2 separate regions of the Anas platyrhynchos genome follow, and region 2 is linked to region 1. Evidence: chromatin contacts called from public Hi-C data. All regions are on one chromosome and are shown on one strand. Each heading gives the region's core, a stretch centred on a gene start, on an enhancer-like site or on the middle of the called end of the contact. The rest is flanking DNA. Distances are from core to core; before and after follow the strand shown.

Region 1 (6,770 bases), core at 2,032-4,531:
GGAGACAGCAAGAGTCAGGGCCGGAGCAAGGTCCCCCACCATCATGACTGGTAGCAAAGGGCAGCAATGGGTCGGATCCCTCCTGGCGCCAAAAAGCCATTGCAGCCACAGTCCCTGCCACATAGCCACCAACTGCAAAGAGTTGGGTTTATTTTGTGTTGATCTATGAAAGTAACTATGAATAGGAAACACCGGCGTAACAGTAACTGTGCCACAGGCTCCGCACTGCTTTAATCCTGCCAACGAAGCCCAAGACAGACCATTTCCACACTGAGAGAATCCCTAACTCAGGCCTTTGAGAAACATTTGCAAGGAAACAAAACACAAGTAGTTACGAATGCTGTAATTACTTCATTCATGTTCAGTATCTCCATCAAAGAGGTTCATTGGCACAAGTGCCAGTGTGGACACAATTATGGTAACCGGCTGTATTCTGTTCGCAAAGCTCGGGGGGGATTTTGTACCCATGGGGCTGTTGCACGCCTGGTGACAGGACGCTGATAGCCCGAGGCTACATTGATGATACTCAGCTTTCAGGGGTAGTGATAAAAAAAAATTCAAAAAAAATCCCCCAAATTGAATCAGAGCTGATAACTAGATTGAGTCTTCAGTATAACAACAGGCAGACAAATAAACACAGGTAAGTAGGCGTAAGAGAGAGGGATTTCAGCACTGCACCCCAGCTCAGGCTGCTAAGTGACAAGCGTGAGCCCCTGACAGCACACGCTGGGGGTTGCTGGATTGAAATGTACGAACCTTCCAGCAAGGCAGGAACTCTTCACAGGCTACACGGTACAGATGGGGCTTGTTTTCCTCTCCTCTGCCAGCTCACGCCCTGCCTCTCCACCTGATCCTGCCCCTCAGGATGAGCCTTCTGCTCAGTAGCCACAGGGGACTGCTAAGCGCGGCTGTCCCTGCTCCCCAGCCCCATCACGTGAAAGCTTCTGTGCTCACAAAAGCCTCCATCCTCCCACCCACCTCCGGTATCTGATCATTTTAAATCTGGAAGTGGTTTGTTTCTTTGTACGTACAGAGTCGAGGGGTGGGGGCTGAGAATCCTTTGTATTAGTGACCAAGACGTTGACTGCTAGGCAGATGGTGCTTGCCAGTGACACTCCACAAGTTTAACTTTTTGGATCTGGCTGGTTTGCGCTTTCATTTATTGTGAAATGCAATTCAGAGCAGGAAGAAGCCACAGCACTACTGGCTGAGGCAATGTCATACACTGAAACGGTCAAGAAGTTCACTACATAAATTTCTGTAAATTCACTTAAACTGCAGAGTGTATTAAAACCCACAGCTTTAAAACTGAATGTAGACATCACAGTCATTTTCAAGTGGATGCCAACAACAGTGCAAGTAGCAGGGTTAGAATAAACAGAAAAAAGCCACAACCCAAGTGAAACTGCTCGCTTGAAGCACATTCCATCTATGAAATATGTTTCGTCTTCTCTCCCACTGTGGCAGTGATGAGATCCTTAACAAAAAAGGAAATTGGCAGCCTGAGCATTTCAAAAAGCCTTGTAAGACGTACTTACCCACCACAGCATTTTAGCATACAGGTTCTGCAAGGGCCTGACCCAAAGACTGCTAAAATCAGCAAGTCTTTGTGCTGATTGAATGGATTGAATGATTTACTTTTAAGAGCACAAGAATGAGAAATCTGTTGCTCTTTTTACTGATTTACTCACAGCGTCTTTCCCTTTCCCAGATCCACTTACGCTTTATCCTGGAAACTACTGCCATGCGCTGATAAACAGGGGTCAAGTCAATCTGCACACTCACAGTACCATTGAGGTAAATTGTTTGTTGGGAACTAGCAGCACAAATTTCAGGCTATTGGGAGTCCTGCAGTCAGTCAGCTCTACACAGAGGTAGGTTCGGTGTGTGTGTGTGTGTGCTATTTACTTATTTATTTTAATGCTTTTTTGTTTGTTTGTTTGTTTTGTTTCCTTCTTTCTTTCCTGGTTGCTAATAAAAGCCAGAGGGAAACCTATCCGCCTGCCTCTGGTGGGAAGTGTGCCTAACCTTAAGAACTAAAGCATCTCCTCTCAAACCCACTAGCAGTGAGCGTGCTGCCTTGCCAAAAGGCATGTTGCTGAGGCTTTTTTTAAAGCACAAAAAGAGACATTTGCAATTCTTATTACAGTCAGTGCTCAACGGTATCGTGAGGCAAGCAGCCATGTGCGGTGGGTCTGCATGAAGACACGCACAGCTACAGAGGGCTGGGTCTCTGAGCAAAGGGGTAAACGCTACTGATTTCAACAGCGCTGGATGCTGTGAATCCAACACTGCACAAGGGGGAAATTGTACTGGAAAGAGCAGCAACTCGGTGACTCTCAGCAAGCCTGTGCATTCTGACAGGGGACTCCTCGGGTCCCATTTCCTCAGAGAGGACTCGTGTAAGGGCAGGCTTGCGAGACGGGCTCGGAGTCACCGCCGCCTTACCTCACCGCTTATGTCAGCGCGAGGCGGTTACAAAACCCTGCCGCTTCGTTACCGCCTGGAGCAGACGCACGCACCAGCCCCGGGACCTCAGGCACTCCTAAGGCGCCACACCTGGGCGCAAAGTCCCAATAAAACAACAACGAAAAATAGAACGGAAAAGCAACCCGGACCCACAAGCCAGCCCTGACAGAAGCGACTTTATTTTTTGAACTGAGAGCGCCCGGACTGTTTCAGCCTCGGCACCTCGCGCTGCGGGGCGGCCGGGCGCACCTCAACGGCTGTAACGGCCGTAACGGCTCCAACGGCTCGCGGGCAGCCCCCCCGCCCCCTCCCGATCGCACGTGCCCCGCCGCCACCGCCGCCGCCGCCGCCCAGCGCTGTGCGGCACCTCCCAGGGGCTCTTTAAATAGCGTCTATAAATACAACGGCACCAGCCGCCTCCCCATTGGCCGTCGCCGCCCGGCTGATTTGCATATGCAGGAGGCGGGGCCTCCGGGTCACGTGGGGGCGGGGCGCGAGTTGTGCAAGCGCGCCGTGACCCATTTCCCGCCGGGGCGGCGGCGCCTGGCGCTTGGCTCGCTGCACGGCGCGGCACGGCACGGCACTGCACGGCACTGCACTGCACTGCACTGCATCACATTGCATTCTATTGTGCTGCACTGCACTGCCTTGCCGTGCCTTGCTTTGCCCAGCACTGCTCTGTGCAGCTTCATGTTGCATTGTGCTGCCCTGCATGGCTCATTGCATTTTATCGCTTTTGCACGTTACCAGCAAATGCTCAAGCTGTGTCAGTGTGTCTGAGGCTGCTTGAGTCCCTGGCTCCGCGTGGGGTGTGCAGCTGGCCGCGAGAGGAGGCCAGAAAGCACCACCCTGCCTCCTCCAGCAAACAGCGTGCAGAGGGTTCAGAGCCGGGCTGAAAGGAGCACATTTCGCGCTCCCGCTGGCATATTTCTGGAATTAGGTGGGGTGGGAAAGACAAACAAGGCCCTTGAAACTGTGGACGTCAGTAGTGTGTCATGCTAGGGTCAGTGGCTGACAACGAGGGGAGGGAGCGTGGAGCTGGAAGTGCCGGAGGCAGCGGGGCGAGAGGGGGAAGCCCAGGACATCCGTGCAGGATGCTGCCAGCACCCGCTTCCCGCAGCACAGAGCTGCTTCATGTAGCACTGGGTGCTGGGCCTTCACCGGGGCAGCCCCATCACCCCTGACAAAGAAGCCCCACTCTGGAAGCAGTAGCTGTGTGAAAGATCATGAGGGTGCTTTGCAGGAGCAAAATGCGGCCCCTGTGTGAGGAGCGCTGCTCCTGTGAGAAATAATGTGAGAAAACGCTGAGATTCCTTTGCGCAAAGGTCTGGAATCTCGACAACTCCCAGAATTTCCACCGCTGCCCCTGTTTCTCTGCTGGGCACAGGCCCTCCCTCCGTCACCCACTGAAGGAGCACTCCCTGTGCTGCTGAATTCCTCAGGCCAAAGTAGGCGGGGGTGCAGGTGCTTGCCTTTTATTTTCATCTTCTTAGCACTTAGCAAAGTGACTGGGAATTGTCAGAATGTGGGAATTCATCACAGGGCTCAGATATCCAGTGTTTTCCTCAGACTTATGGCACCTACCTCGTGTGCTTGTAAGAGCATCTTGGCTTTCCCTGAAGGTAAGGGGGACACTTCTGGATCTTGTGTCCAGGCAGGAAGACAAACGAGGGCAGCTAAAAGGGAAGAGGGGCAGGGAGAAAACAATAAAATTCTGGTGCAAAACATGCCAGAACGTTGCTGCACAAACAGTGGAGCTCAGGATTTCTGCACTCTCGGTGTCGACAGCATTGCCGCACCAAAGGAGTCAGCACGCTCCCCACCTGCGTGCTGCACTTCCTGGCAATTTCACTCCAGCTGTGCTGACCCAGATCTGCCTGAGGAGCTGATGTGGTTTTGAGCATGATCTTAAATTCACTTTTAATTTTTGAGCAGCTGTAATTAAACACAGCTTTATTTAAACACATCCAGACATGCGCAGCACCGTGCAGCAGCTGAGCGGCTGCTGCCGCCACAACCTGGACACACCGCAGCCAAGCTGGATGGGCCATCGGAGGGCTTGTTCAGTGAGAGAAGGAAGGAAGCAGAGTGAAAAGAAAAAGGAAAGAAAAAGAGAATTGACAACTGCAGGCCACAAGTCGGAGTTGTACTGCTGACTGACATGGTATGGCTCTGAAAAAAGGCAGAAAATGGGTGCACCACTGTGTATGTGCAACTTCTGGCAGCAGCTCGTGTCTTCTGCCTGCACTTTTTTCCCTGCCCTGGCTTTGCCATTTCGGCTGGCAGGGAGAGAAGCCCATACACTGTAGTTCTTGTCTGCCAAAGCAAGCCATTGCTGCATCCTAAAGAAGCAGTTTTGATTCGCAAGAGGCCATCAATGACGGAGGTGACGGTGCATGCAGCACTCAGGGAAGGGCTGTAGCTCCCACCTTGCCCTGCTCTGCCAATGTGCGACAGCCCCAGCAAGGCTGCAGCGTGCCACCGGGGCTGTTTGCAGCACTGCAGCATCGGCTTGGTGGTGTGGCGAGGTGTGTTTGCACAAGTAGTGCAGTCATCACATCTCCAGTTTTCCTCCAGAAGGCAAATATAGCTGGAGCCCGACATTGAGAAAACACAGAACACTAAGGCAGGAAGATTTTGCTGTGATAGTAGATTTAAAGGAACGACAGATAGCATGGCTCTACAGTAATTTATTCTGGTGTAAATTTGCTGCAAATTACTTCTAAATCTGCCTGCTAACACTTAGACCTGTTTTATACTATAATAAATAACTGCACAGGATGCAGATCCATAAAGGTCCAGGCTTGTGATCTGGGAGCAGTCACACCATGAAGCCAGCCAAGTCCTATCAAACCCTATATTACTTCTGGCATTTCTGTACTGCTCTGTGCTCTTGCGGGTGCCAGGTTATCCCGAACTTTATTAAACACCACTTTGCACATTACTTTGAAACAAATCCTGCTGAGACAATAAATAACCAGTCCTACCCAGGTGCACCTCTGGCAAATGAAAACTGCACCAATGCAGAAAACGAGCTGGAGCAGCGGGACGGACAGACAGGCCAGCCAAACACCGAAGCTGGCAGTGGGAAGGACGGGGCTGCCTAAGCAGGGATGCCTGATGCTATTTTGGGCAGGCGTGTGGATCCCTCTCAGCCCTTCCCTGCCAGTCCAGAAGGGCGTGGGTCTCTCATGGGTTGCGTGTCAGACATGCCTGTCTCGTATGGATGTTTTGGGTATTCTAGGATGGGTAAAGCAGCCATTCAGGGGCTGGGCAGGGTAAACTAAGGTGCTTAAAATAGCGCTGCATGACTGCATTTAGGCAAATGAGCATGGCCGTGGCATGTCTGAAACCATGCCCAGTTGTGTCATTTTGATACCTGGCTCACTGCAGAAGGTAGACTTGGATGGCAGAACTACAGATTACTTAAGATGCAGTGCTTAGAAAAAAAATAAGGTCAAAAATTAGTGTTGCTGCCTCTGGAGGTAGGTGGAAACAGAAAGTGTCTTTTCTGGGGGGCTGAGGGTCACAATCTTCAGAGTTCTGGTTCCCTCTCGGTCAAGCCTCAGACAGCTCACACATGAGCAGACCTTGTCCTCAGCCTGACTCCTGCAGCCAAGACTCTGCCTTGTACACTTGGTGCAGACTGAGAGCGCAAACAAGTGCATCAGGCATGCGTGGCTCACTGCTTACTCCGTGGATTGCAAATTGTCTGACTGCATCCTGCAAAGAAAAGGAGAAGTGAGGCTCTTCAGAGGAAGAGCTTGCTGGAGGAACTCGTTGTGAGGCTTCTCCCTGCTCAGTGTCCGCAGCAGCCAGGGAGGGGAAAAGAATTGTCTTTGTATACGGTCTTTATGGACACACAGGATACAACAAGCTTGCATCTGACTCACACCTTTCTTTGTCACCCAAGTGAGGCAGCTCTGTGTGGCCTGCACGCCGTCTGGCTGCGCAGCCGGTAGGATGGCACTGGGACGCAGCTCCACAGGAGGAGCCAGATCCAGACACGCCACGCAGCAAAAACCCTTGTGTCAGTGCAAGCTCATCCCTAAACAGCACTGAACTGTAAGGTTGCCACATTTCATGGGCTTGGAGAGCAGAGCCATGGCCTGTTTGCCACTGTGTGCGTGGTGCACAAAGAAACAGCGAGGTTGGCCCCGGGGGACGTGAGCTGGGCTGTGGGTGCTTGGCCTCAGGGCCTGAGAATGGGCCCAGGGCAATGTGTTTGCTCATACATGTGTTAATCACCGTCAGTGACCTCTTGGACTGTTTTGCTGGGAAGGACGTAAGCGCAAGAATTA
Region 2 (6,770 bases), core at 3,186-5,685, 66 kb before region 1:
CAGACACCAGCCACCTCCTAACAATTGATGTACCTGTGTGTCTTCTCTGGAAAAAGTCCTCTTCAGAGAATTTCTCTTACCTACTGATATATAGGCTTGAGAGAAGAAAACCATAGAACACTGCACTTCTAACTCACTGAGAGTGTTTCAAAATGTAGTGGTAAGAGAGGAAGAAAATCTAATTCTCCCTGCTACTCTCACTCCCAGGTTCCTAATCACGGTAAAAATAACTAAAGGAAAAAGTGTGGCTGTAATAGGAAAGTGAGATGTGGGCAGCAGTAACAAGTAACACAGAATTTGTCCCACAGAAGAGAAGAGAGATGAATAACTTGTATTTGTGCAATACATTGATAACAGTGCCCATACAGTTAGGTGTATTACTTTTTGTCTAATTAAAATAAATGATTTGTACCATCACTTCCCCTGTAAATGAAGTACATAGTACCTTCCTCTTTCAGCCTCCTTTCTTCCTCTTCTTTCTGTAATCTCAGTTTTTCAGCTTTTTCTTTGCCACTGGACTTTTTCTTTGCAACAAATTAAAAGAAAACAAATGTCAGTATTACTTTCATACATCTGGGGAGGTGTTCACCCTCTGTAACCTGAGCTCTTTTAATGTGTTCCTTGAATCCAAATTAAGATTTTAGACTGCCATTGATGCCCTAAAATGGCAATATACATCCCACTCTCCATTTTTCTTTACATTTCATGATGTAATATATGCTCTTATACGTAATGGATCATTCTGTGCTAGGCATTCCTGAACACAGGAATATTATTTTGAATGTGGAAACGGAATAACAAGTAGATCTGATAAGAAAGGAGATGTTACAACTTCAAACATCTTAAGATACTTCTAGGAAATGCATTTTGGGACATTGGCAAGTCTTGTATTTAGAAGCATCTAAACCACAAAACAACAGAGCTCTCTCTACTGTTATAAAACCTAAACTGCAACTCAAAACAGTTAACTGCTCCAACCAGCACTAACCTCTAGGCTAATCCTAAAATAATAATATACTAAGTTTATGTTTCTCAGAAATTATCAAATCTTTGCATGAAGAACATTTCAATAATAAAAGACAAGGTAAACACCACACATAACCTACAGTCATGTAACCAAAAGGGAACACTTATTTTTGCCCTGTAATTCATAGGTCTCATTGATACCTCACTGATTTATAAAGATATATAAAAATGTAATAATATGCACAAAGCCAAGCTGTCTTCTAGAGACTTGAATAGCTATATGTAAAGCGTAATTCTCCCTCAGCATGAAGATATTAATGGCCCCTCACTTTTTTTTTCCCTCTCCAGCAAAAATTCAGATTCTTGGATGATTTTTTTAAAGTACTTTATGTTGACACAGTCTTATAGTGTTCAATCAAACGTGTAGGATCAGCAACGTCACTATAAAACTGCATTTAAAGACACACAAGGAAAATACTGATTTCCTATTGATGCAGTAGCAAATGCAGCCTAGAGTTATAACCCTCAACAAGTGCATATTTAGTAAAATCCAATTATATTTATTCAGTTTTACTCAGGGTGTACACAGGCAAATGCTGCCATTGCATATAATACACTGCAGTTAGTGTGGCTTGATTCCAGCTGGGGTTGATGGAATGATACCATGGAGGAGGGCTGCTCCTGAAGGCAGATGCTGCAAAGACAAGGCCTGAAAACAACACAATTAACAAACAAACAAGAACCATACACACACACAAAACAAAAAGAAAATAAAAAAAGAAAAAAGAAAAAAAAACAAAGAGACTACTATCAGAGATGAAAGAGAAAGATGGACCAAGAAGTAAATCAAAGCAAGTACATGGAGCTTGTGAAAACAAGGAAGCTGACCTCATAGTGAACTGCAATATGAATTCACAGCCAACAGTATTGCTTTAGTGGAGCAGATTTTTTTTTTTGCATACGTGAGGAAAAGAAAGAGTATTCTGCATAGTGTCCAATGTATGGAGAAAACAAGGAGTGACAGCAGGCTAAACAAAGGTTGAAAGCAAAGCTACAGATGACAAAATACAAGATAGCAGGAAGACAAATGACTTGTGTTTTGTGTACTGGCTGAACAATGGCATTCTGCTGCTGAAACGCCACTGAAAAGAAATTAAATGAAATCATGCATTTAATTTTTCAAAGCAGAGAAAATATGGAATGTAAATGAGTTCAGTAGATGTGGTAATGTGAAAAAGGAGACACATCATCTATTTAGACATCTGACCTTGATGTTGTATTTTCGAGAGCTGAAATTAGGATCCTAAATCCTCATACTCACTGGTGAGAGACAAGGGCTTACAAGGATTCAATCTGGGAAGGTAAAATGCCTAAACCAGTATGACTGTCATCCAAAGCATCAGCAAGTGAATATACTTGGATGGTATCACAATGTACAGGAGACCTAAGGACCAAAGGTATCTATTAGGAATGCAATTCTCCTTTTCAGCTGAGAAATGGGTGCAGAATTGTACCAGATCAGCACAGCACCCTTCTTGCAGAGGTGTAAACAGAGAAATAGAGAAAGAGATCCAACACCACTAACAGGGAGGAAGACCAAATGAAAACTTAAGTCCAAACACCTGCAAATGAACACGATGGCACATGAACTCTTTCCACCCATTCCACCTGAGTATTCTTTTAGTATGGTAAATATTGTTAAAAGCAAACCAATTTATTTAAGACATAAACAAGGAACACCTTTGTCATTCAGCACACAGAAAGTGTGTCCTCAATACTGTAATGTCGCGCTTTGATTTTGACAAGTATATTTTCAGAAACAAATAACTGCTTGGAAAGCTACTCAATTTATATTACTTTGCACAGCAATAAATAAATGCACAAACATAGTTTTGAACACAAAGTTTACCATGAAGCTTGAACAAAAACAATGGTGAAAGTTTAGTTCCAACAACAAACATACAGTCAGCAGTTAGCATCACATCTTGCCGTATTTGTTACCAAAACATTTATTTGCAAAAACTCTTCTACAACAGTCAACAAAAAACGTGATTCTACCTTTTGCAATTTCATAGAAGGGTCAGTTCCTTCCAATTGAAATAAAATAAAATAAAATAAAATAAAATAAAATAAAATCCAAATATCTTTCCTTCCAGTGAAAATGAAAAGATCATCTTGCTTCAATTACTTATAATCACTTTTAGTCAACTTGCTTTCACAATCTTATGACTTAATCTAGTACTGACAAATGTGAGATGTGCAATTCCCCAAAGAACACATTTGGATGTGTTCTTTCTGGGGGTGGGTATAGTTTCATTTTCATTGCAACTGAGAATGAGCAATGGACACGAACTAACAAAATCCCACCTCCTGTGGACTTCTGTCTGTTGTCCATCCCCCCTATGCATCAAGCTCAGTGGCCTGAAAGCCAGGACACCGGCTTGCTGCCCTGCCATCAAGTACCAAGACAAATGCTGTACCTGGGCCAAATTTGCCCCCTCTTCCTTAGCAGTTCAGCAGGTGTGCTACGCCGCCTCCTTGTGCAATGTGCACATGCGGAGTGTCACGGAGGCACCTGACCCTCTTTCCATCTGACCAACTGGCCAGGAAATAGGGTTCAAAAAAGAAATAAATCAATTTTAAAGAGCATACTATTGTCACAGCACCTTTATTATTGCAGAACAGCTTAAAAATATTTTGTTGATGTAAAGTTCAAAAATATCTGATGCTTACTTTAATTTCAGCATGAAACACTTAGACATTTTACTCACTGAATTTACAAAACAACAGGAAATAACAGCACACCACTGAAATGAGCACTGCAAGGTCCGAAGTGTTTTATATGAAATAGAGCATAACTTTACCTACCCACCTTTTTATTCTTTTTTGGACCCTAGAAGTTGAGGGAAGGAAAAAAAAAAAAAAAAGCATCAGAGATCAGGGTATAGAACATCACAAATCATTAGAAAAGCCAGTTACTCTGTAAAGCACGCTGAGACTGCCTGCCAAGAATGGATGATAATTTCAGTATCGGGGACAATTCGCTGCTAACACGATTCCAGCCCAGCATAATTAACTCTCGGGCTACAGCTGTATATTCCTGTTAGACACGCACCAAGCAGGCAGCTTAGCCCAGAGCACTATTTTAGTCCAAAAGCAAGAGGCTTTCAGCGGTTTCTGAGCCGGCCACCTGGCGCTGCCGACAGCCCCAACGATAACCCGCGCCGCGCCGCGACCACCACGGCCTGACCCCCTTCCCTCACGGGGACACCCCGCGGCAGCCGAGGCTGCTCAGGGCCGTCCGCAGTCGGCGACAGGCGGAGAGATGGCGCGACAGGGGGCGACACGAAGAGCAGGCCGCCCGCCCTCACCATGTCTCCGCCGCGTTGCCGGGGTGACGGCGGCGCCCAGCGGCGGGGCGGTGCCGCGCCGTGCGGCCCTGCCGTGAAGCGGCGCGCTGTTACGACAGGGCGCGCGGCCGGGGAGCCCCTGACCTTCCCCTCCGCACCGGGGGACCCAGTAAGTGCCCCCGCAAATAGCCCCGTCTGGGTAAGAACTGTAAACGGCCAAACCGTAATGGCTTACAGGAGGCTGGACCGGGATTTACGGACTTCCACAGAAGGCTAACAGCAAACTGATTGTTCTTCAGGTAAATTAAAGACGCAAGCAATCACGCAGGGCTGCAGAGTTCGGGGAAATGGGAGAATGGCCAGCTCGTTACGAGGGGAAGTGCTGAATCTTTACAAAAACGTAAGTGCTTTACATGCGCCGAGCTTAACCGGACAAAGCCCTGTTAACTGGAAGCCTGTCTAAAAGGAGTTTTTTCTTCTTCCCTCAAGCTGCTGTACCTCGGAAGGGAGTACCCCAAGGGAGCAGACTACTTTAGAAGCCGTTTGAAAGCAGCTTTTCTAAAAAATAAAGATGTGAAAGATCCCGAAAAAATCAAACAGCTAATTGCCCGAGGAGAATTTGTGATAAAAGAGTTGGAGGCTTTGTACTTCCTCAGAAAATACAGAGCAATGAAACAGCGCTACTATGATGACAAGGAGTAACCGGTATTAATGACTATGTAATGCTACAAATCCATAAAAGCAATCAATAAAAGAACTGTAACCTCAAAAGAAATGTAGACCCTTCCAACCCGTCTGAAGTACAAATTATGACTTTGCTTACCCTTAAGTAGGTGCTTGAAAGATCAGGGGGTCGTATTGTGTGGGTAGCAGGTTCTTCTTGAGTAGCTTTGACCTCCTTGATCTGAAACTTCACGTATGAAAATAGTTCTGCAGGGAGCAGCGGCAATGTGCTTCTGTTATATTTCAGTGTATGTGCTGAACAGTTAGCTGGTGATCAGCTGAGTGTTGGAATGCTGATTATTTGAGATGCTGCATGCCTCTTGTTACTTAGAGGATTAATCTGCTTTTTCAAGGCTTGTACATTTAAAGCATCATTGCCACCGTAACTGAGCACCTGCTTGAAAGGGAGGAAGTTCTCAAAAGTTTTAGCTACATCTGCTTCATGTGCAAGACTCCCTTCAGCAGGCTAACAGAGGTAGCATTACAGAGAACACTCTGGGAAGGGGATGGAGTAGAACAACAACGGTTTAAGTACTTAGATCCTACAGACAATTCCTGCGCCTACTGCTGATTTCTGAGGTTGCATAACTCCTGTAGCAGGAGTTTAGAACTTGATCCTCTCCTCTGGAAGAGAAGTTTGACCCTGGCTGTTTGATCCACAGCTAATTCTTTGTAGACTTTGGCTCAGCTAGCACAAACTTGTGCCATAACTGTTACTCTGTATATACTGTGGTGTGGTTGTTTTCGTTTTTTTTTCCCCACAGAACTAAATTACACTGGAGATGGAACAGAAATAATCTTTGAAATATAGGTAAGTACTCACTGCAGTAGAACTGCTGACAATAGCAACAGTCTATACCTGCATAAAGTCCAGAAAAGTAAAAAAATAAATAAATAAGGCCAATTAGAAGGTATGCTACCTTAAGATGAAGTATGTGCTTCAGTTTGTAGCACCATGTTGATTTGAAGAAGTATTCCCATATAATTTACTAACTCCTTTACAACATGTTGCACTTAAAACTATCCTGAACAAATAACCTCTACATGCAACATTCAACTTACCCTTCTTGGTAACTGGTAAAAGATTATCCAGATGGGATAACTAAGAAGGGTGAATGTGCAAGTTGTAGAACGGTAGCACTTCTACACTTTGTTCCCCTCATAGGACACAGGAGTGTCTTTTGTATTTTCTCTTAAGTTTACAAAAGGCATTTGATAGAAGAAAACATGCACAGCTGGGAATGAGCACAGCTCATATTTTAGACTTGTAGACAAATTTGAATCGAGTCTGCTGTTATGACTAACAAAAGCAAGGTCTCTGGGCATGGCTGGGAGTTAATAGCCCTTTAATTCCAGAAAAAAGGAACAAGATGTGCAACCTCACAAGGCTCTGCTCAGAGAACAGGATGCAAAAATAGCAGAGACCGCTAGAGGGATCAGTATTACAAAGCATTTTGTCAGAGTGCTGCAGCCCCTCTCAAGAGGAAGCGAACACCACTGGGAAAAGACAACCACTTTATGACAGGCAATGAGAAGTACAAGAAATAAACTGAAAACAATCGTCGAACACATGCAATTCATGGGTTACCCCATCACAAAGATGATGAACTGAAATTCTTGGAGAGAAAAGCAAACAGGGACAGAAATTCACAATACCTATTATTTTTTTTATTACATTACAATAAATAGGAGCAGTACAGTTTGACAAAAAAAATGACAAATTCCAGATCA

What was found. A called contact is a pair of places that touch in the nucleus more often than the background predicts.
Region 2: a contact with region 1 is called in a Hi-C map of subcutaneous adipose tissue, with 1.8 times the contacts expected there. The contact joins the promoter of DNAI7 here to the enhancer-like site in region 1. A contact is called at or near these places in 2 of 8 Hi-C or Micro-C datasets (liver and subcutaneous adipose tissue).

The regions. Positions count from the first base shown.
Region 1 is chr1:75,710,937-75,717,706 of IASCAAS_PekinDuck_T2T, reverse strand. No RefSeq gene overlaps it. Among named protein-coding and RNA genes, the nearest start is that of KRAS, 38 kb to the left of the region's middle. Within about 2 kb of position 3,281, at least 7 of the 8 cell types and tissues checked have an H3K27ac peak or open chromatin away from gene starts, as enhancers often do. A contact at or near this core is called in subcutaneous adipose tissue, where this site is marked.
Region 2 is chr1:75,778,025-75,784,794 of IASCAAS_PekinDuck_T2T, reverse strand. It overlaps DNAI7 (dynein axonemal intermediate chain 7), which reads right to left and starts at 4,435. Exons shown (of 16, transcript XM_027450000.2): 1 at 4,338-4,435; 2 at 3,839-3,859; 3 at 446-524. The coding sequence starts at 4,340. It overlaps ETFRF1 (electron transfer flavoprotein regulatory factor 1), which reads left to right and starts at 4,355. Exons shown (of 7, transcript XR_011811217.1): 1 at 4,355-4,485; 2 at 4,616-4,716; 3 at 4,806-5,021; 4 at 5,804-5,850. It overlaps KRAS (KRAS proto-oncogene, GTPase), which reads right to left. Exons shown (of 7, transcript XM_027450007.3): 7 at 6,686-6,770.